Linked DNA regions of Mus musculus: regions 1, 2, 3, 4, 5 and 6 are each linked to region 7. A link is a contact called in public HiChIP or PLAC-seq and promoter capture Hi-C data. All regions are on one chromosome and are shown on one strand. The core of a region is the stretch at or near the end of the contact, and the rest is flanking DNA. Distances in the headings are between cores, read along the strand shown. Region 1 overlaps Rap1gap2 (RAP1 GTPase activating protein 2). Region 2 overlaps Rap1gap2 (RAP1 GTPase activating protein 2). Region 3 overlaps Rap1gap2 (RAP1 GTPase activating protein 2). Region 4 holds the start of Pafah1b1 (platelet-activating factor acetylhydrolase, isoform 1b, subunit 1). Region 5 overlaps Rap1gap2 (RAP1 GTPase activating protein 2). Region 6 holds the start of Mettl16 (methyltransferase like 16). Region 7 holds the start of Haspin (histone H3 associated protein kinase).

Evidence for each region. Promoter capture Hi-C pulls out the DNA fragments that hold promoters and counts their contacts. HiChIP or PLAC-seq counts read pairs in DNA pulled down with a chosen protein or histone mark.
Region 1: a promoter capture Hi-C map of hippocampal neurons shows a contact between it and region 7, with 14 times the contacts expected there. The contact joins the enhancer-like site here to the promoter of Haspin in region 7. A contact is called at or near these places in 5 of 39 promoter capture datasets (the C10 cell line, cranial neural crest, hippocampal neurons and 2 more), 6 of 115 datasets of contacts at active chromatin or transcription factors (the NIH/3T3 cell line, a beta-TC-6 cell line, embryonic stem cells and 1 more) and 2 of 9 other capture datasets (adipose tissue and macrophages).
Region 2: a contact with region 7 is called in an H3K27ac HiChIP or PLAC-seq map of large pre-B cells, with 10 times the contacts expected there. The contact joins the enhancer-like site here to the promoter of Haspin in region 7. A contact is called at or near these places in 6 of 39 promoter capture datasets (the C10 cell line, cranial neural crest, hippocampal neurons and 3 more), 6 of 115 datasets of contacts at active chromatin or transcription factors (the NIH/3T3 cell line, a beta-TC-6 cell line, bone marrow-derived macrophages and 3 more) and 2 of 9 other capture datasets (adipose tissue and embryonic stem cells).
Region 3: a contact with region 7 is called in a promoter capture Hi-C map of hippocampal neurons, with 17 times the contacts expected there. The contact joins the enhancer-like site here to the promoter of Haspin in region 7. A contact is called at or near these places in 14 of 39 promoter capture datasets (the 3T3-L1 cell line, 3T3-L1-derived adipocytes, the C10 cell line and 8 more), 1 of 15 datasets of contacts at CTCF or cohesin (embryonic stem cells), 5 of 484 Hi-C or Micro-C datasets (bone marrow-derived macrophages, cortical neurons, myocytes and 2 more), 7 of 115 datasets of contacts at active chromatin or transcription factors (embryonic stem cells, epiblast stem cells and large pre-B cells) and 2 of 9 other capture datasets (adipose tissue and embryonic stem cells).
Region 4: a contact with region 7 is called in a FOXA1 HiChIP or PLAC-seq map of pancreatic cancer cells. The contact joins the promoter of Pafah1b1 here to the promoter of Haspin in region 7. A contact is called at or near these places in 4 of 39 promoter capture datasets (cranial neural crest, embryonic stem cells, hippocampal neurons and 1 more), 8 of 115 datasets of contacts at active chromatin or transcription factors (bone marrow-derived macrophages, cardiomyocytes, embryonic stem cells and 4 more) and 2 of 9 other capture datasets (adipose tissue and embryonic stem cells).
Region 5: a contact with region 7 is called in an H3K27ac HiChIP or PLAC-seq map of T-cell acute lymphoblastic leukemia, with 15 times the contacts expected there. The contact joins the enhancer-like site here to the promoter of Haspin in region 7. A contact is called at or near these places in 2 of 39 promoter capture datasets (embryonic stem cells and hippocampal neurons), 3 of 15 datasets of contacts at CTCF or cohesin (the NIH/3T3 cell line, embryonic stem cells and stem cell-derived epiblast-like cells), 9 of 484 Hi-C or Micro-C datasets (the Ba/F3 cell line, adipose-derived mesenchymal stem cells, bone marrow-derived macrophages and 5 more), 13 of 115 datasets of contacts at active chromatin or transcription factors (T-cell acute lymphoblastic leukemia, embryonic forebrain, embryonic stem cells and 4 more) and 4 of 9 other capture datasets (adipose tissue, embryonic stem cells, liver and 1 more).
Region 6: a promoter capture Hi-C map of hippocampal neurons shows a contact between it and region 7, with 13 times the contacts expected there. The contact joins the promoter of Mettl16 here to the promoter of Haspin in region 7. A contact is called at or near these places in 4 of 39 promoter capture datasets (cranial neural crest, embryonic stem cells, hippocampal neurons and 1 more), 2 of 115 datasets of contacts at active chromatin or transcription factors (both in embryonic stem cells) and 1 of 9 other capture datasets (embryonic stem cells).

Annotation. Positions count from the first base shown.
Region 1 is chr11:74,498,108-74,500,807 of GRCm38.p6, forward strand. All of the region lies in intron 2 of Rap1gap2 (RAP1 GTPase activating protein 2), which reads right to left. Among named protein-coding and RNA genes, the nearest start is that of Rap1gap2, 91 kb to the right of the region's middle. Within about 2 kb of position 1,279, at least 25 of the 459 cell types and tissues checked have an H3K27ac peak or open chromatin away from gene starts, as enhancers often do.
Region 2 is chr11:74,478,520-74,481,219 of GRCm38.p6, forward strand. All of the region lies in intron 3 of Rap1gap2 (RAP1 GTPase activating protein 2), which reads right to left. Among named protein-coding and RNA genes, the nearest start is that of Rap1gap2, 110 kb to the right of the region's middle. Within about 2 kb of position 1,377, at least 19 of the 459 cell types and tissues checked have an H3K27ac peak or open chromatin away from gene starts, as enhancers often do. A contact at or near this core is called in hippocampal neurons, where this site is marked.
Region 3 is chr11:74,553,514-74,556,213 of GRCm38.p6, forward strand. All of the region lies in intron 2 of Rap1gap2 (RAP1 GTPase activating protein 2), which reads right to left. Among named protein-coding and RNA genes, the nearest start is that of Rap1gap2, 35 kb to the right of the region's middle. Within about 2 kb of position 1,333, at least 92 of the 459 cell types and tissues checked have an H3K27ac peak or open chromatin away from gene starts, as enhancers often do. A contact at or near this core is called in cortical neurons, epiblast stem cells, hippocampal neurons and 2 more, where this site is marked.
Region 4 is chr11:74,723,033-74,725,732 of GRCm38.p6, forward strand. Pafah1b1 (platelet-activating factor acetylhydrolase, isoform 1b, subunit 1) reads right to left here and starts at 1,352. Exons shown (of 11, transcript NM_013625.4): 1 at 967-1,352.
Region 5 is chr11:74,530,438-74,533,137 of GRCm38.p6, forward strand. All of the region lies in intron 2 of Rap1gap2 (RAP1 GTPase activating protein 2), which reads right to left. Among named protein-coding and RNA genes, the nearest start is that of Rap1gap2, 58 kb to the right of the region's middle. Within about 2 kb of position 1,339, at least 19 of the 459 cell types and tissues checked have an H3K27ac peak or open chromatin away from gene starts, as enhancers often do. A contact at or near this core is called in T-cell acute lymphoblastic leukemia, where this site is marked.
Region 6 is chr11:74,769,559-74,772,258 of GRCm38.p6, forward strand. Mettl16 (methyltransferase like 16) reads left to right here and starts at 1,305. Exons shown (of 10, transcript NM_026197.3): 1 at 1,305-1,426.
Region 7 is chr11:73,136,899-73,139,658 of GRCm38.p6, forward strand. It overlaps Haspin (histone H3 associated protein kinase), which reads right to left and starts at 1,396. Exons shown (of 1, transcript NM_010353.2): 1 at 1-1,396. The coding sequence starts at 1,363. Itgae (integrin alpha E, epithelial-associated) reads left to right here. Exons shown (of 31, transcript NM_008399.3): 27 at 1,557-1,613; 28 at 1,869-1,964.

The DNA.
Region 1 (2,700 bases), core at 29-2,528, 1.4 Mb after region 7:
TTAATTACATTATTATTATGCATATGAGTGTTTTGCCTGCATGGATGTATGAGCACAAGGTGGCTTCCTGGTGCCTGTGGAAGTCAAAAGATACAGATGGTTGTGACCTGCCATGTGGGTGCTGAGAATCAAACGTGGATCCTCTATAAGAGCAGCAGTGCTCTTAACCACTTGAGCCAACTCGACAGCCTGAGAATGTTATCCCCCCCCCTTACTGGTTAACCAACTACCAAAAGTCTCTTCAAGCCTGTAACCCCTGCACTTCACTTAGGAGACAATATCTGGACACAGTTCAAGTATAAGAACATGCAATTAATATCTGGAATATTATGAGTTTGAGTTTAACCTGGGATATGTGTATGTAATTCATACATACGTGCATATTTGTCTCAAAACCACAAGAGCAGAGAATGTAAGTGTGTAGCAGAGCAGCGGTTCTCAACCTGTGGATCACAACCCCTTTGAGAGTTAACTGACCCTTGCACCAGAGTTGCAAATCAGATATCCTGCATATCAGATATTTATATTACACTTCATTACAGTAGCAAGATTACAGTTAGGAAGTAAGAATAAAAAGTAGTTTTATGGTTGGGGTTCACTACAACATGTGGAACAGCATTAAAGGGTCACAGCACTAGGAAGGTTGAAAACCACTGTAGTAACCTCTTAGGGTAAGGCCTTGATTGCTATAATTCTATTTCTGATATTTATGTTTTCTTTTAATTGTTTGTTTACATGTATTTACTGTAGAGGAGGGGGTACATGTGGGAGTAAAAGGGCATTGTGTGAGAGTCAGCTCTCATTTCATCCTGTGGGTCCCCAACCATCCTGTGGGTCCCCAATCATCCTGTGGGTCCCCAACCATCCTGTGGGTACCTGGACACAGACTCGGGTCCTCAGATTTGACAGCGAACATCTTTACCTACTGAGCCCTCCCTCTTGCCAGCCCCTTGATCTTCACATTTCTGTTGTAAATATTAATACAGAACCCTAAGGGAAATGTTTTCAGAGAATCCAGGGGCATCTAATGAAGTGGCCTAGGTGGGGGTAGAAGCCCTGCCACATCTGCTTTCTGTCTTTCTGAAGTGACATGTCAAACTACAGTGTCAGGCCCCAGAGAGCAGACCCAGCACCTGCCACAGGGAATCAGGGCTGAGAAAAGACTGGCATCTTGGGCCTTTCTGCTGAATCATTTCTAGCTGCCCCGGTCACTTAAGTGACAAGATGATACATCAACTTCAGTATCGCTGAAGGGTCTGCCCTGGAGGCAGAGCTCTTCTCCCTCGGGGGTACTAAAGCCAGTCTCAGCAGCAGCTGGAGCCACTGAGAATGAAGGATCCCTGCCCAGGGTCGCCATCTCCCCCTCCCAGATTCACTCTGTGCCCCAGTTTGCAAGACCAAATGATGGCAGGAAGAGGCCACTCCTAAGCCAGCCAAAAAGTTATCCAAGCAAGCAGACACAGCTTAATCCCCCTCATCACGGAACTGGTACAAGCACAGGAGAGAACCACTGAGCCTCTCCCCACTAGAGGAGCCAATCACAGCTACAGGACTCTGAGAGGGTCATGGCCGAGGCCCTGCTGGCCTCTGGCATGCTCCCAGACACTGGTTCAGCCCCACAAGTCACCTGGTCCCTCTCAACATCTGGAGACTATTTGTGGAAAGAAGAGCTCCTGATCTGTGCCCGCCCGAGGGGAAGCTTGAAGAAGCCTTCCAGGCAGATCCTGCCAGCGATGGGCCTATTTACATAGCAGGCTATGGGCACTCAGAGCAGGAACTGCCTGCCGCACATCTCTGTCTTGCTTCCAGGGTGCATGCCTATGCTACAGGCCCTCAAAACACTATCTGCTTGTTTGCATAGATCCTACACACAGCCTCTCCTCCACTTTGTTTTTTTATGTGTGTGGGTGTTTTGCCTTTATGTGTGTCTAAGAACCACGTGTATGCATGATGCTAGGGGCAGGGGGGCGGGGGACAGTGCACAAGAGGGCATTCAATCCCCTGAAATTAGTGTTATAGACAGTTATGATCTTTCAAATGAGTACCAGGAATCAACCCCATCTCCTCTAGAGGAACAACCAATCTTCTTTACCACTGAGCCATCTTCCTAGCCCCTTCCCATACACTTTAAGATGTCTCTACCTATAATGCCTAACCCAGGAAAAATGTATGGAGTTGTTATGTTGTTTAAGGAATAGTGGGAAGAAAGGTCTACACATATTCAGTGAAAGTGTGTGTGTGTGTGTGTGTGTGGTAAGTGTGGTATGGGTGGTATGGGTGTATGTGTGGGGATATGTATGGGGGTACTTATTGTGGGAGTGTGTGTGTGTGTGTGTGTGTGTGTGTATGTCAAATATTTTGAATCTATGGTTGATTGAACTCAGGAATGTGGTCCCTGGGACTATGGAGGGCCAAGCCATAACAATCTTCAGTGGCTGTGTTTATGTGTTTACTACGGTCACCTTCCATGTCAAACACAGTTCTGTGAGGCTGCTCAGGATGAAGCATGAAGTTTCCTCTCATCTAGGAAGGAGTCGGCTCTGGCTCGGGAGAAGCTGAATGCTAGCTAAAGAAACTGAACCACCTGTGCATGCTGGATGAAAGGAAGGGGAGGAGGAACGAACGGAAGGACCATACAGTCCCTGAGCCCTGTGTTCTCGCTGCATGCTCCCCTGCTCTGTGTTCCCCCAGCCCAAAGCA
Region 2 (2,700 bases), core at 127-2,626, 1.3 Mb after region 7:
CAAATTAAACACAGTGAGCTGCCAAGCATACACCCACTGAGGTGTATATTACTAAAACACTAAAAATTGACAGTGGTCAATGTCAGTAAAAAGACAGAGCAGCCAGGACCTAATGGCATTGCTGGTGCCATGCAAAATGGTCTCAAATGACGTTTAAGATTTAGGGTGGAGGATGTAGCTCAGAGATACACTTGCCTAGCATGCACATGCACTGCAAGAAAAAATAATAACAAAATAAAGATTTTTACCATGCCGAGCATGATGGCACATGCCTGTAACTTCAGCACTCAAGAGACTAAGGGAGAAAGATACTTGCAAGGTTAAGACCAGACTAGTTTATAGAATGAGACTCAGGTCTCCTAAAAAGAAACAACAAAAAGCTCACTACTCTTTAATGTAGTGATTCTATTCCTTGATAATCCAAGAGAAGGGAAGATACAAGTCCAAACAGATAATACGACAGCAGTCATAGCTTTTGGCTATGAGTACAGCCCAAACCAAAAAAAAAAAAAAAAAAAAAAAAACCAAAAAACCAAAAAACAAAAAAACTCAGTTGTACCTCAACTGGAACACAAGCAAACCAACTGTGATGTCTTCATGTGACAGAGTATTGCTCAGTAATAAGGGGAGGTAGAGGGGTGGGGCTGGCATCAGGAAGAAAGTAAAGAGATGGACTGGCCATGGGTCCGTGTGACAGGTTAAGGAGGGAGGTAGTACATGGGCAAGCAGTAATCCTAGGGGGAAAAGGTGAGCTGAGCCTCAACCCAGAGGGATGCAGCAACGCTCATCAGATGTCTGCTTCCGTCTTGCATACGAAGGTTGTTCAGCTGCCTCGCCTATGACTGTGGTTAAGTGGGAGGAGGGATCAGTGGCCCTGGGGGACAAAGCCCTGAAGGACCAACATAGGAATAGACAGTCTGCACCTTTCTCAGGAGAACCCTAGCCTCCACTACCTTCTCCAAAGGAGACCATATGACTCAGAGTGCCCCAGGGTTTCATGAGGTCTTTAGAAACTAAACGAGGGTCACAGGCCAGCTACCAGCCTATTCGGGACTCCAAGAACAACTCTGCCATTTCGGGTCATAGCCATCCCATGCCCTAGAGAAATCAGTGTCTAGGAGATGCCTTGACAGAAGAGAATCTGATGGCCATTGGCCCTAATTCCTTCCCCTCCTCAGTACAGAGAGGTCTGCTCTACAGCCCCAGCGGGCAGCCCAACCTTGCTTCCTAACCTTGCTTCCTATGGCCTCTTCTGACTCCCTCTTCTTCTCCACCACCTCCCTCCTCCCCACTAAGAAGCCACTTTTAATCTGTGAGCTTGTCACATGCTGAACCATCTGGCTTCCTCTGCTAAGTTAAGGTCCCCTGTAGAGGCTCTTTGAGGGTCAAGGACCAGTGCTTCTGGGTGTTCTCAGGGGAACCCACACAAAGCCAGTCAAGTACACTGTAGAGTCTGCTAAATGCCTACTGGTTCTTGTGAACATGAAAAGCAAACTCATGAAGACTAAAACCCTGGCAGCAATCCAGTGCACATCCAGGCAGCCAGCCCCCAACCCCACTCCCATCCTACCCTGCCCATCCTCAGCCTGGGAACTGGGCTCCCGTTTCAGCCCATCTGCTCAGCTTTTTCTCAGCTTCATATTGGGGGTAGGCAATCCCCTAGGAAAACAAGCTGCACAGAGGGAAAGGAGGACTGGACTATATCTGTCTATAAAGGAAATGGATCGTCAATCCCGGATCCAAAGGAGCATTCTGCACCGGGGTCACACTACCAAGGGAACAGATGAGCCCTTCTCTTGCCAGGTACCTGCTCAGGTGGCAGGAAAAAAAATATTCAAGGGGCTGAAGAGATGGTTCTGACAGTAAAATACTTGCCAGGTAAGTATAAAGACTTGAATTCAATCCCCAGAACACATTAAAATGCCAGGCATGGGGCCAACAAATATGGTTCAGCAGGTAAAGGCACTTGCTGCCAGACCTAATGACTTGAACTCCATACCTGAGACACATAGGATGGAATGAAAGAATCAACTCCTACAAGATGCTCTCTGACCTCCAAACTTGAGATGTGGTACATGCACATACATACACACTCACGCACACACGTGCACACATACTCACTCACAAATACACACACACAATTAAATAAACAAATTTAAAGCCAGGTTCAGTACTATTAACCTTAACTCTGGAGAGACAAAGACAGACTACTGGATAGATATGATACCCTGGGGCTTTGGGGCTTGCTGGCCAGCCAACCTGGCTTACTTGGCAAGCTCTCAGCCAGTGAGAGACCTCGTCTCAAAAAAATATCATGGAATTTGTATAGAAATATCAAGGGACTTGTAAAGAAAAGAGGCTCAGTAGGCATGCAAGGGTGAGGACAAGAAAGGGTAATGAAGTGTGATTATCAAATATCGTGTGTGTGTGTGTGTGTGTGTGTCTGTGTGTGTATGTGTGTGTGTCTGTGTGTCTCTGTGTGTGCATATGAAATTATCAAAGCATAAAATATTCAAAATAAAAATACGATTGTCTGATATCACCCTGGAAACAGAAACAAAAACAGGGATATGAGGAGAGATGGGGGGGGGGCAAGCTGGAGAGACGGCTCAGTGGTTTAGAGCACTGACTGCCCTTCCAAAGGACCTGAGTTCAATTCCCAATACCTACATGGCTACTTACAACCATCTATAATTCCAG
Region 3 (2,700 bases), core at 83-2,582, 1.4 Mb after region 7:
CGTATGAAACTGAAGAGATGGCCCAGTCTATAAAGTGCTTGCCAAACAAGCATGAGGACTTGGGTTCAATCCCCATCCATGTGATATGTGTGTGTGTGTGTGTGTGTGTGTGACTGGAGTGCACACCTGTAATCCCAGTCCTGAGGAGCCACAGACAGAGGTCCCTGTGGTTCGCTGACTAAACAATCTAGCAGAAGTGGCAAGCCAATAAGAGAGTGTCTCAAAACTAAGGGGAACAAAAGGAATAAATGAGCTGGAGAGTAGTCGAGTGGAGAGCAGCTGAGAAAGACACCAAACATCAACCCCTGGTCTCCATACACATGGGAACATATACATTCTTACTACCCCTGGCCTCCACACACACAGGAACATATTCATCTATACTACCCTGGCCTCCATACACAGGGGAACACATACATCTATACCACCCTGGCCCCATACACACAGAGACACAGACGTCTATACTACCCTGGTCCCCATACACACAGGAACATACCATACATACACACACAAAATAAATTCTGACATATGCTGCAACACCAATGGATCTGGAAGCCTCTATAGTAAGTGGCCATGGGAAAGAAGATGATAGGGAATGAAGAGCTATTATGGAGTGGGTGCAGAGATCCATTTACGATAATAAAGTGCACACTGATGCACAGCAAGGCTCGAGCGCCTAATACCACTGAGCGATGCACCTAAGGGGCTAACAAGGTATGTTTTGGAAATGTAGCTCCTAGCATGGACACCCACTCTGCATAAACCATGCATGGTGGCGTAAGCCTGTAATCCCAGCATTTGGGACGTGGAGGCAAGAAGAGGGTTAGAAGTTCAAGGTTTTTCTTAGCTACATAATGAGTTTAAGGTCAGACTGGGCTAGGTGAGACTCTGTCAGAAGGGAGAAGAGAGAGAGGGAGTCAGAGAGGGAGGGAAGAAGGAAGGAAGGGAGGGAAGGAGAAAGGGAGGGAGGAAACTTTTTCTATTATATATATTATATTAAAATGAAAAGAGTTGGTGAATGTTAGATTAAAATGATAGCTGTCAGCTGAGGGTGTCGCTCAGCCCTGGAGCACCTGCCTGGCATGCACGAGGCCAGGTTTAAGTTCCAGATCCACATCAGAACTGTTAGCAATGGTCCATCCGTTTTGGGCCTCAAGTATCCAGATGCCTAGCACAGCACTACCTAAGGCAGGGAGGGAGGGAGGAGAGAAGGAAGGGGAAGTCCTGAGTTTAGAGGAGACAAGGAAGCCAGCTCAGAAGGCAGGAAGGCCCTGGAAGCCTGCAGCGCAGGCTTTCCATCTTCCCTCCCCCTCATTCTCCTGTTTGCCACACAGTGGTTGCTATGGAAACAAGGGGCACCTTGGGCTCCTAGAGCTCAGCCCAGGTGCTGCTACTCTGGGAATAATACCAGCATGTAAGAGAAAGGCCCAGTCCTCAGGGCTTTGTGTACACACACACACACACACACACACACACACACACACACAGACACACACACACTCGTCTACCCCCAGCGCCTCCTGTCTGTCTAGTGACCTCTGTCGTCATCGGGTAGACGTGAGTGGATGCGCACATCAATCCAGCTTGCTCTGGTGGGTCCGTGGGGGTGTTTACAGTCCTGTGGGCATGTCGTGCGGTTCTGTATGCGATCACACAGCCCAGGACTATTGTACACCACCAGAAGCACTATGATTAGACACCGTGCTCCACGCTTCTCCTGAGCTATCACGCTCAAAGCTCACAGCAGCACCGTGTGTAGCACTATTAATATTCACTGGTAAGGAAACTGGAGCACAGGAAGGTTGTGTGGTTTCCCTAAGTACACCCAGAGCATGTGAACCTGACCACTGGATCTGCACTGTGGGAACAGAGCTTAAAATATATATATGTATTTGCTTATTTTAGCCAAGGTGTACCCTTTAATCCCAGCACTTGGAAGGCAGAGGCATGCAGAGCACTATGAGTTCGAGGCCAGCCTGGTTTACAGGGTGAGTTCCAGGACAGCCAGGGCTACAGAGAGAAACCCTCAAAAGAGAAAAAAAAACAAACAAAAAAAATGTATTTTTACTTTATGTATATTAGTGTTTGCCTGCATGTATGTCTGTGTACCACATGCATACCTGAAACCTGGAGAGGCCAGGAAAGGACACTAGATCTCCTGGAACTGGAGTTACAGAGGGTTGTAAACTGCCATGTAGATGCTGGGAATTGAACCCTGGTCCTTTGCCAGAGTATCCGGTGCTCTTAACCCCTGAGTCATCTTCCCCAGACCCAAAGGTGAAAGCCCTTTAAACAAACTAGATCCCAAGCAGCTGTGGCCTACCTCACCTCAAGGACCACGTCCTGCCGTGGTAACAAACACCAAGGCTTCTTGAGCCCCACCCAAGGGTGATAAAGAGGAGTCCCTCAGATGGGGCCCAAGGAGCTGCCTTTTAACCCAGCCCCTGGACTGATCTGCCTGGCCAGCAGAGTAACCAGCCACTGATTCAACCTACACTGGTCATAGCAGAATGGAGGTGGGGCTGTACCTCCTGAATCCAGCTCCTGAGCTCAGTAACTAACAGGCCTGTGAAACTCCTCCTGCAGCCGCAGCTCCTGTCTACCACAGGCATCTAAAGGCAGCCAAGCACCCAGGCCAAGCCAGCTGCTGTCAGCATCCTCCTCCCCAAGGGCAGGGCCCCGCAAGTCAGTTATGTGGCT
Region 4 (2,700 bases), core at 102-2,601, 1.6 Mb after region 7:
AGAAAATTTCCTGCGCTCCTCCCAAGGAGTTTCTTGCTAAGTCACTGGAAAAAGCAGGCAGGATAACAAATAAAGCCAGGCACCTTGCTTTCTCCTATCTCAAGACTGAAATTCTTTCCTCTTGGGAGACGAAATCAGCCCACCGTCTCAAAAAAACATTTTCTCACCTGGGAGGCTAGAGAGGGTAAATAGTCACAGCGTTTCCTAATGGAGTGGAGAGATGGGATGAAGGGAATGATCGAGAACCTGGGAGCTCAGTGTTAGCAACGTCAAAAGACAACTCCCGTGCGAGGAGTCAGTAGCAAAAAGGAAAATCCTGCCCGATTCGGTGGGTGGATGCTGCAGATCTTTACTGAATGCAGAGGCTGGACCACCACCGCACCGGGGGGCCGAGGGCCTGAGCGGCGGGCCATCCTCCCCGGGTCCACCCTCAACCTAAGGACAAGCGGAGAACCCGACGCCTGGAAGGCCTGGTAGCTGCTGGAGCCCCGGCGGCGAGTCGCCAGCCAAGGAGGGGTGGGGACTGCGGGTTCGCTTCCGCGGCCCAGGAGGGCTGAGCCCTTTCCCCAAGATCAGAGAGCGACCTGCTATCCACGCCCTTCCCACCCAAGAATACTTTTCTTGCTAAGTCACGGCGGCAGGAGGGCGATGCCGCCCGAGAGGCCACGGCTTGAACCCTCAGCAGCCTGAGTAGCCCACTGCCAGGGTCGGAGGAACCGGAGCCAGGGCAGCGCCCTCCCAGGCCAGGGCCCCCTCCTCGGTGCCTCTCACTCAACGGCCGTCGCGGCCGCCATTTTGAGAGCGAGGAGAGGAGAAGAAGAAGGAGGAGGCAGCGGCGGCAGGGGGAGGGGAGAATGGGAGGGAGGGGACCGGCGCAGCCACATCGTCAGGCCGCCGGCCCGGCCCGCAGCCACCCGAGCGCGATGGAAGAGACAGAGGGGAGGGCGCAGAGCGTCGCCGCCTTACCGGAGCGCTGCACCACCGCCTCCGCAGGGCCTCTTCCGTCCTTCACTCCCATCCACCAGCGGGGGAGGGGGAGGGAGAGGGAAGGGAGGAAGGAGGGAGGGAGGGAGGGAGGGGGAGGATGGCGCGCTGGGCCCGGTCCCGGGGAGGGGGAGGGGAGGGCCGCGGGCGGGCTCCTCGGCCGTTCCGGGGCTCGAGCCCTAGCCCAGCGTTCGCTCGTCCTCTCGCTCGCGCCTGAGCGCTCCCCTCCGGGTCCTCCTCGCTCCCTGGACTCTCGGCTCGCTGCTCCTTCGCTCCCTCACTCGCTATCTCGGCCGCCGGACTCCGCCGCCGCCCCGCCGCTCCAGCTCCGTCTGTCACAGGAGCTGCCCCAACGCCCTGACGTCACCGCGCCGCCGCCGCCCCAGACCCGCCAGGAAGAGGGAGGGGAGCGGAGGGCCCGCGGCGCATGCGCGGGCCGGGCCTGGGCCTGGGCCTGGGCCTGGGCCGCGCGCCCTTCCGCAGGGTGAGCTGGCGGCTGTACCCGAGCCGACCGGCGAGCTTGCGTCCCGTCCGCGGCTTTTCTCGCTTCTGCCCCCTGATCCCTTGGGAAGCTTCCCTTTTGCTCTAAACTGCCTGACGGCTGGCGTCCATCACGACTCTTGCTCTGCCTCAGCGGTCACTGCGCTGTCCCGGCGGACCGCGGGTACCCGGTGCACTGGCATTTCGGCCCCTGCTGGCTAGAGCAGGAGCCAAGCCAGGATGCTTCCTTTCTGCCTTAGCCTGTGGGATTATTCCCCATCCCCCACCTACCCACCCACCCAAAAGGACCAAAGTAAATTGGTGGGCTTGGGCAGAAGAGCTGTTGAGGTTAAAAGGCAGATGGATTGCCTTGTGTTCCTTTCTGGTACAGATTTTTAATCGGAAGGAATCGCCTGTAGATGTGATTCAGCTATTCTTTTCCTTAGTCACATGTATTCATCAGAGATTCTGGAAACTGAAATCCACAGAAAGACCTGGAACTTTATTCTCTACAAGACATGTCTGTGTTTTATTATATTATGAATTGTATATTGATGACAAATCTGGGGGGATTTGATGTCAATTTATTCCACAAAGAGACACTTGATTTTTGAAAGGGAAGGTTTGGGGCTCTGAATTATTCAATATAGGATATTTAAGTATTGAATGAGATTACTTCATTATCCACTTGTGTTTTCCAGCACTGAGGCTTAACTGATTCTATTGCGTCCCTCGATGAAGGTAAATACTGTAAAAATCACTTGGGAAGCTGCAGAGTTAATGTCTCCAGTATGAATCCTGGTGTCACCACTGGGAATGTGACCTTGACTAAATTATCATATCTCTTTTTGGCCTCAGTATCAGTATAAAATAAACCCAGTAGCCAAACAAAGTGGCACATGGCACGTAGCCCAAGCTACTCAGGAGGCAGGAGACCAGCAAGAGCCCAGAAGTTCTCTGCAAGCCTCAGGAGCATCCTTTTTATAAAAAACAAAAAACAATGATGATAGTAATAAACAAGCTAGGGTGACTCACATCTGTAATGCTAACACTGAGGAGACGGAGGCAGGAGACTTGCCACGAGTTTGAAGCCAGCATGGTGTATATAGTAAGACCCTATCTTAAAATAATGATTTAAAGCTGGACATGGTGTTTTAATATCAGCACTTTGGAGGCAGAGACAGGTGGATCTTTCCAAGTTCAAGAGCCTTCTCTACCCAGTGAATTCCAGGACAG
Region 5 (2,700 bases), core at 89-2,588, 1.4 Mb after region 7:
GGAAAACGGCCAGTAGCTGTTATCTCAGGAACTATGACTTCCATTGTTTCCTTTGTAGCTTCCTTTGATTGCCAACTTTTATGTAAAGACTATACATGAGTTTTTCAAATCAAACATGGCTGTGGCTAGAGGCACAGGGCTTGCCCAGCACGCACCCCGTTAAGAATGAATAAATATCAAAGAGTTAGATGAGAATGCACTCGGAGGCCTCTTGCCTGTAATTCCCGAGTTCCTGCTGCATAGGTGAGCAACGTACTTGTCTCTACTGCTCATGCGCAACCCAAGGCAGGCACCCTCATCCCCGCCCCACCCCGTAATACCTCTCTGCCTCCCTTTTGTCCTCCTGCCTGGGACAGGTCTTTGCAACCTTCAAAAACTTTAGGGAAGGCTGGCATGTGGCGATCCATGTCTCCTAAGTCGGAGCACACAGAGGACACGCAGAAACAGGCGCAGGGCAGACGGTACAAGCCAGGATCGATCACAGCGGGTCCACTAGCCACCTTTGATTAAACCTTATAGCCAGACACAGGTTCTGCCAGCAAATCCACAGGCTGGTACTACATCCACCCAGTTCCTGCTGGATTCTAGTTATTTCCCAGTGTCTGAACTACTCTTTTTCTCCAACTGGTCCCCAAGAAGGTTGGGGCTGGGTGTGCCTTTCCTGGAGGAATTGTCCCATATTCGTGGGTGGAATCAAAGCCCTTCTGCTAAAGCACAAGTTTCCTCCCCCACGGACTTCGGACTCCGACTCACTGATGTGTTGATAGATCCTTCACACCCTGACATTAAATCCTTTTAGCCTAAAAGACCAACACAAAGCTCATCTTTGGTGCTTTGCCAGTGTGGGCTGAATGGAGACCGGCTCTGAGCAGCTGCACCTTGCACTAAGTTTTCTCGCAAGCCTGTTTTCCCAGGCCCTTCAGGTTCCTCCAGCTGTCTAACCTGCGTCACCCCTGCTGTAACCAAAGCTCTCTTTTTTGTTAGCAACACTTTTCTTTCCCTTGGGGGTTAGCTGCTTCTAGTTGTTTCTTCACTGACCCTCTCCACGTCAGGAGCCCTCAGAATCTGTGCGTGCTGGCTGCTTTCCTTTGACTTGGAAGCCCCCACGCTCTTAGCGCCCGTCCATTCTCTGCAATACCCACTTCACGCTATCACCAGATAGGTTCAAGGACTATACAAAAAAATTAAAATACCCCCTCCAAAACAGATCTGGGGTGGGGGGCTAATTCAAGAGTATCTCCAAGAAACAATAAACCACTGCTGACAGAAAAGTGGCTCTCAGGTTTCCCTTTTGGAAAAGGAGTAGGGGGAGGGGTAATCCATTCATGAGTTAACAGCCGGCTACATTGGTAAACTGCAGATACAGGCAGAGGCTTCTCTTGATGTGCCTTTCTGCTTAGGGATGGGCCTCCCAAGCAAGAAGAAAATGGATGTGGGGGAGGGGGGACCTGACACCTGGCCTAGGCCACAGGTATCTGTCATCTTATCTACCCAGAAAGATCACCGAGTACTCCAGCATACACACAAACCAGCAGCTGCCACCCCCTTTGCATCTTGTCCTTTGTATCTTTCTGCCTATGTGACCACAGTGCCTAGGGGCCAGTAAGACTTGAAAGCTCTGCTTCCTACTGTCTGTCGTCCATTTTGTTTGGTAGAAGCTCTACAGAGAGACAGAGACAAAGACAGACAGTCACACAGACAGAGACAGAGAAAGACATGAAGACCATTTAAATCTTCCCTCCAGAGCGAGGTATAGCGGCACTCACTGGTACTTAGAAAGCAGAGGCAAACTGATCTTTGTGAATTCAAGGCTACCGTGATCTACATAGTGAGACCCTGTCTCAAATAAAAATAAACAAACAACTAAAACATTTTTCTCTCCAGGCACATGGGGTCACAAAGGATGAGTCCAGGCACAAAGATAACAAAAGGTCTAAGGTCTCCTGAGACTCCCCTTATGAACACATTAAATCCGTGTCAGGGTTGAGAGGAGCTGGGCTGGTGATGATAGTCTGCTCACACTCTCCGTCCAACATTTCATCAGGAGAATATTCTAAAGACAGTGCCCAGGCAAGGCCAGCAGTGGCCTTCATGTGACCTCACATCCATTATGAGAGCACAGTTCCTCAATGCTGAGGAAGCAAAACCTCTGCTTTTCATAAAGAATCAGGACCTGAGACAGCCTGAGCCTCACACTGAACCCCCAAGGCGGAGGTCCCGTGAAGGGTACAGCCAAGCAGCCAGTCCACAAGTGGGGACAAAAAGAAACATCCAGTGAATGAAATGGAGGGTTTTTTGCTTCCTGTCTCATCTTTTGAGAGACTCACACATCCCAGACTGTTCTCAACTGGCTACATAGCTGAAGCTGGCCTTGAACTCCTGATCCTGCTAACTCCACTTCCAAAGAGCTGGGATCACAGGCACCTGACGTCAATCCCTTTCTGTTGTTTTTGCTATGCAGCCCTGACTGGCTTGAATATAAACTCTTCTTGCCCGTCTTTCCCACCAGTTGGAATTTCAGGGGCAAGCTACGAAGCTAGCTCAGAAATAGCATGCTTCTTCTAGATTCTAGAAAGTAGGAACATATCTTCTTTAAAATATTTTTTTAGCAAAATAGAACACTAAGGGTCTGACTCAACATTGTTAAGAGTGTTACTTAGAATGCTGGAGGCCCTGGGTTCTATCCCCAGCACAAGGGGA
Region 6 (2,700 bases), core at 55-2,554, 1.6 Mb after region 7:
GATTTACAGGCCTATAACACCATACTTAGGGTTAAATGAAGGAAAAATTGGGGGTAGGGCAATTGGGGGGGTATTAGCATAGCTAATAAAGTAGCCAAGGTCAGTGTGGTCTTGGTCCTGTTCTGCTTGGTCTGCAAGGTGGAGGGAAGCAACTGGGCTCCCTGAAGACAACTGTTCCTTCTGCAGCACATAGCTTCGTCTATGCAGGTAATTGCCCTCAGTGAGTACAGAGGAGGCATTCCCGTCCTTTGAGGCCTAGCATTGCTCTATAAAAGTATTTCTTGATCAGTCCTACTGTTCCAGGAATTCCAGGTGACTGACACAGACAATCTGAAAACACCCTTTGGCCAATCTGGAACAGAACATCGTACAAAACTGACAACGAAATGCCTATTGGTGGGGAGGCAGAGGCATTTCTGAGTTCAGATTTCTGAGTTCAAGGCCAGCCTGGTCTACAAAGTGAGTGCCAGGACAGCCAGGGCTACACAGAGAAACCCTGTCTCGAGCAAACAAACAAACAAACAAACGCACGCCAGGATTTTATCCTTTTGCTTCGTGAGTCCAGATTCAATGCTTTTTTTAGCCAAATCAGTTTCTTTAAAAAAAAAAAATAGAATTTAAAAAGAGGTTTACCTTTATGTGTATGGCTGTTTGCCTCCATGTTTGTGCACCACGTGCACGTGTGCCTTCCAGAGGGCACTTAGGGACTAGAGTTACAGCTGGTTTCGAGTCACCATATTGGGGCTGGGACTCGAACCTGGGTCTTTTGTTAGGGTAGCCATTTCCCCGTCCCCTATCCCACCCAAAACAGTTTCTAAGTACCAGTTATTTACCCATCTCACAGGTTTATCTGTAACTACTGTGTCATCACACAGATTTGCTGTGCACTTAAGTGTTAATTGCCATCAAACCCATCTAGCCTTCCTATTTCCTGTCCAAGACTAGATTTAGTACTATTTAGTAAGGCTGGGGAGAGCTGAAGAAAGCTACATTCAAAACAAAGGAAAACAAACGTTTACAACTTGGTGGGGTAGCCCATCCCTGTAATCCCAGCACCCAGAAAGGCCAGGGGAGGAGGGTAGTTCCAAGTTCCTGGCCGGGCTCCATCACATAGCTGCATGCCAGCGGACTAGTGAGGTCTTCTCCATCCGCTAACCTAAGAAGACTCCCGGCCGACCACACCCCCAAACCTGGGTGAAAACTCACCGCCGTCTCCAAGTATCGCGATAGTTCCTTCTTTCTTTAGGCTAAGTCAAAAGTCTCGCGAGAGTAGTCTGTCCAGTCACGGCGCGGATTGGCTGCGCAAGATGGCGGCGCGCTTGGAGCGTAGCATCTGCGTTTCCAGGAGCTTGGCTGTGTGAGTGGTGTGGGCTTGGTGATTGCGGGCCTGTCCGCACTCCGTCCGCCTGCTCCATTGGCCTGCGAGGTGCGTGGTTCAAAAATCTCTTATCCGGTTGCGCACAAGGATCGCCTAAGAAGCGGCTCACCTGCTTTTCTCCTCCGGTTCTCGGATCCTTGGGGGCTTACCGCTGGGTCAGAAGCCGGGGACCCGGGCGGGTGTGCGCGAAGGCCGGCGGTAGGTGGGAGGAGCTGGAGGAGAGATGGCCTCGTCCCTCGCCTAGGCCAATGCTTAGAGAGCGCTGAAACCCAGGGGAAGAAGGTGTGGATGAGCCGGGGAAGTGGCGGAGGAGAAGTCAAGTTTGTGAGGTGGGGGCGTGAAGAGAAAACGGAAGTGTTGGGGTCTAGGTGGGAGACATCTGTTGAGTTTTCTGTTCCTCCTAAAAACTTAAAAAAAACAAACCCACAAAACAGTTTGTAGGTGTAGGTGTTTTGCCAGCCTGGACGTCTGTGCAGCACGTGCACAGTGCAGGCAGAGGCCAGAAGAGGGTTGTGTCATGGCACTAGGTGAGCAGCCATACGGGTGCTGGGAATCGAGCCCTGGTCCTTTGGAAGACCAGCTGGTGCTCTTGAACGCTGGTCTGTCTCTATTGCCTCCATAGTTTGACATCATAAAAGCCAAATTTAGAGTATCCTATAAGCTTCAGTTTTAGAAGAAATGATGTGTGAAGAGATAAAGGCCAAGAGAAACCCAGGAAACATGAAGTTTTAAAGAGGAAAGAAGGCTGGCCTAGAGGTCTTTTGGGTTTTGGACTCGCTCCGATGAGCCTTTTTTTGTTATTGTTGAGACTCAACTGGGCTGCCCATTCAGAAAGAGAATGCTGTGTGTGTCTCACACAGATGGAAAGTATTTCATAGTTATTTCCTTTATTTTCTTTGGTGTTGATGACTGAGCCCAGGCCTTGCACGTGCTAGACACATGCTCTGTCACTCGGAGCTAGATCTCCTGGTGACTTCATATTCTTCCCAGTCAACCAACAGTTGAGTGCCTCCCCTTACAGGCCCTATTTTGAGTATTGGGGTACAGCAGGGAACAAATATGTTCCCTCATGAAGTTTACTGGTAGGGAAGGTTTTTTTTTTAATTAAAGCAAATGTGTGGGGAATGCCAAGTGAGTAAATTTCAAAGACAGAAGGTGGGCGGGAGGCTGGAGAGATGGCTCAGTGGTTAAGAGCACTGACTCTTCTTCCTGAGGTCCTGAGTTCAATTCCCAGCACCCACATGGTGGCTCATGACCATCTGTAATGGGGTCTTATGCCCTCTTCTGCTGTGTCTGAAGACAGCTACAGTGTACTCATATAC
Region 7 (2,760 bases), core at 146-2,645:
ACACTTCTCCAAACACTCCTTCCCCAATCTTCTCACACCGTTCCAGTTTTTCCGTGGAAAGGCAATCACTAAAGGGGATGGGCCCTTCCTGATTACACTCCCCATAAACCTTTTCAGCATAAGATGGCCTTTGGTCTGTGACATGCAGGGTCTTTAAGGGACTTAGCAAATACACAGAAGAGCATCGAGAAGAAACAGTAAGGTGTGCTCTGTTCTTGATAGGAGGGGTCGAACATTCAGACAGGAGGGACCTGGAGGAAGAACTGGCAACAGAACTGCATACCTCTATCACACTGGTTATAATTTTCTTCTTGTGGAAACCGAAGGAGGCTCTGGTTTTGGTCCAAGAATCCCTCTGGCTAGTATTCAAGTTCCATAAGGAGACTGACGCTTTCCTTTTCTTCTTAGATTGGTGGTAGTGGCGGGGAGGGGTTCCCGTTGCTTCTTGCTGTTTCCTCTTCCGGAGTGGCCCAGTTCTCTTAGGCCTGCTGATTTCCCCTGGTACACGAAGGTCTTTGCAAGCACTGGACTCCTCATAGTCTCTCTGGTCGACTCCTTGGGACACAACCTTTTTACACGCGGCCTTTCTCTTTCCCGGGCTTGTCAGATCAGGGTCCGTTAGTCTGTTTCCCATCTGCTGTCTTCTTTCACAACACGATTCCTTCACATTCTCCCCATCTGTCCCAAACTTGTTCTCTTCTGTGGCCCCTGAGTTCACAAGGCTAAAGAGAGATGACCTGAAGCTGGCTTCGGCTCGGAGGGCCCTCCCGGTGTACCTGTCACCGGTTGCTGCCACCTGGGGGCAGGGCACAGACGGTTCACTTAGGGAGGCTGCCGGCAAGTGGAAGCTCCCGGGGACTGCAGAGTCAGCATACAAAGGGTCGGGGGCTCCGGGCGAGGCCGGAGAGCTGAAGAGGGAGGCACTGGTGCCCAGCTCGTTGCTGTCCCTGGACTGGATGCACACACTGTGGTCCGACCCGAGGCAGCCCGGGCTGCAGTTGGGGAAAGGTGGCGGTCGCAGCCGGCTGCACGGGGTGCTGCACTTCTGCGGGAGCCGAGGTCGCAGCCTTTGGACTCTTGGAGTGTTTGTCAGGGTCCGCTGGTTCCGGGAGCCGCTGCCCCGAGGACGCCTCCGCCGCTGGCCCACGAGGCTGCCGGGGAAGTCGGGGTCGTCCGGGTCGTCGGAAGCGACAGCCGGCGACTCGTTACTGTCGCTGAGGCTGCTGCTGAAGGCGCGCTTCAGGTTCGGCGGCTGGAACCATTGCTCAGCCAGCCCGCCAGGCTGCCGCTGCGACCCCCGGACGCCCCTCGCCGCGTACGTTCGAAAGAGCCGGGTACCCGACCGCGGGTGAGCCTGTGCCATAGCGAGCGCCCGCCCGGCGTTTCAAACAGAAACACCGCGAGACTGCGGCGAGCGCGCGAGCGCCCGTCGGCCCGCTGGGTCCTAGCGCCGGCCCTCGGCTGCGCAGCCTGCCTGACCTCCCGGAAGCCGGCAGGGGGCAGATGCCTAGCGGGACTTGGAGCTCAGGGTGGCTCAGCAAAGGCTCTCTTTTCAGGACCACACTGAGTGCACCCAGAGTCAAGAGCCTGCGTGTGGAAGCGATCCTGTGCAGGTGAGCGAAGTCGTCTCAAGAGCCCGAGAGAGGGATGTGGAGAGCCTCTTGAGAGGGTGACTGCTTCTGCAGTGTTCTTTCTGAGACTTTCAGCCTCTCTGGTCCTGTTTGCCAGGATAACTGACACTTGGCTTGGGCGAAGGGGACTTGCTCAAATGTCTGCTCTGGGACCTTGGATGCCCTATCTTAGATATTCAGATTTTCAATCCTAAAACACGAAAAGGGAGTAAGCAGACTCACCTTTTGCTTTTGCAGCATGTAAAAGAATGGCATTCAGTGGTCTGTGCTATCACATCTAATAAAGAAAATGTAACCGTGGCCGCAGAGATCTCCGTGGGCCACACTAAGCAGGTACTTGAGACTGAGAGACTGCAGATTGGGTCGTCCAATCCTAGAGGACCTATCCTCTAAGAAAGGATAATAGCATCTGAAAGGTGCCGTTCAAAATAGATCATTTGATTGGCCTGTCTCAAACAGCTCTTAGCAAGTTACTTAGTAGGGATTTTAATCTTTTTCCATACTAAGACATGTTGGAATGACCTGTGATTACCTCTTTGTTTCATCCCCAAGTGTATCCCAGCAGCAAACCCTGCCATCCCACCTTCAGAATACATATGAAATCACTTCTCTCTGTCTCTATTGATGTGGCTGTAATTTAGGTCACCGTCTCTGGCCTGTTGCATAACCTTGGACATGCCCTCTTTGTCTTGGCTTCCCCCCTAACCAGTACAAATAGTTCTTCAAGAGCTGGAGGGCCAGGCGTGGTGGCACACACCTTTAATCCCAGCACTCAGGAGGCAGAGGCAGGCGGATTTCTGAGTTCAAGGCCAGCCTGGTCTTCAAAGTGAGTTCCAGGATAGCCAGGGCTATTACAGAGAAACCCTGTCTCGAAAAAAACCAAAAAAAAAAAAAAAAAAAAGAGCTGGAGAGGTGGCTCAGCAGTTCAGAGCATGCGCTCTTACAGAGGATATGTTGCTTCGGCTCCTAGCACTCAAGTTGGGCAGCTCACAACTACTTGGGACTCCAGCTGTTGGAGGATCTAACTTCCTCTCTTGGTCTCCATGCATATGTGCACATACATGCACACTTATTTTTTCTAAATTGTATACAAGAAGTACGCTGTAGCTATCTTCAGACACACCAGAAG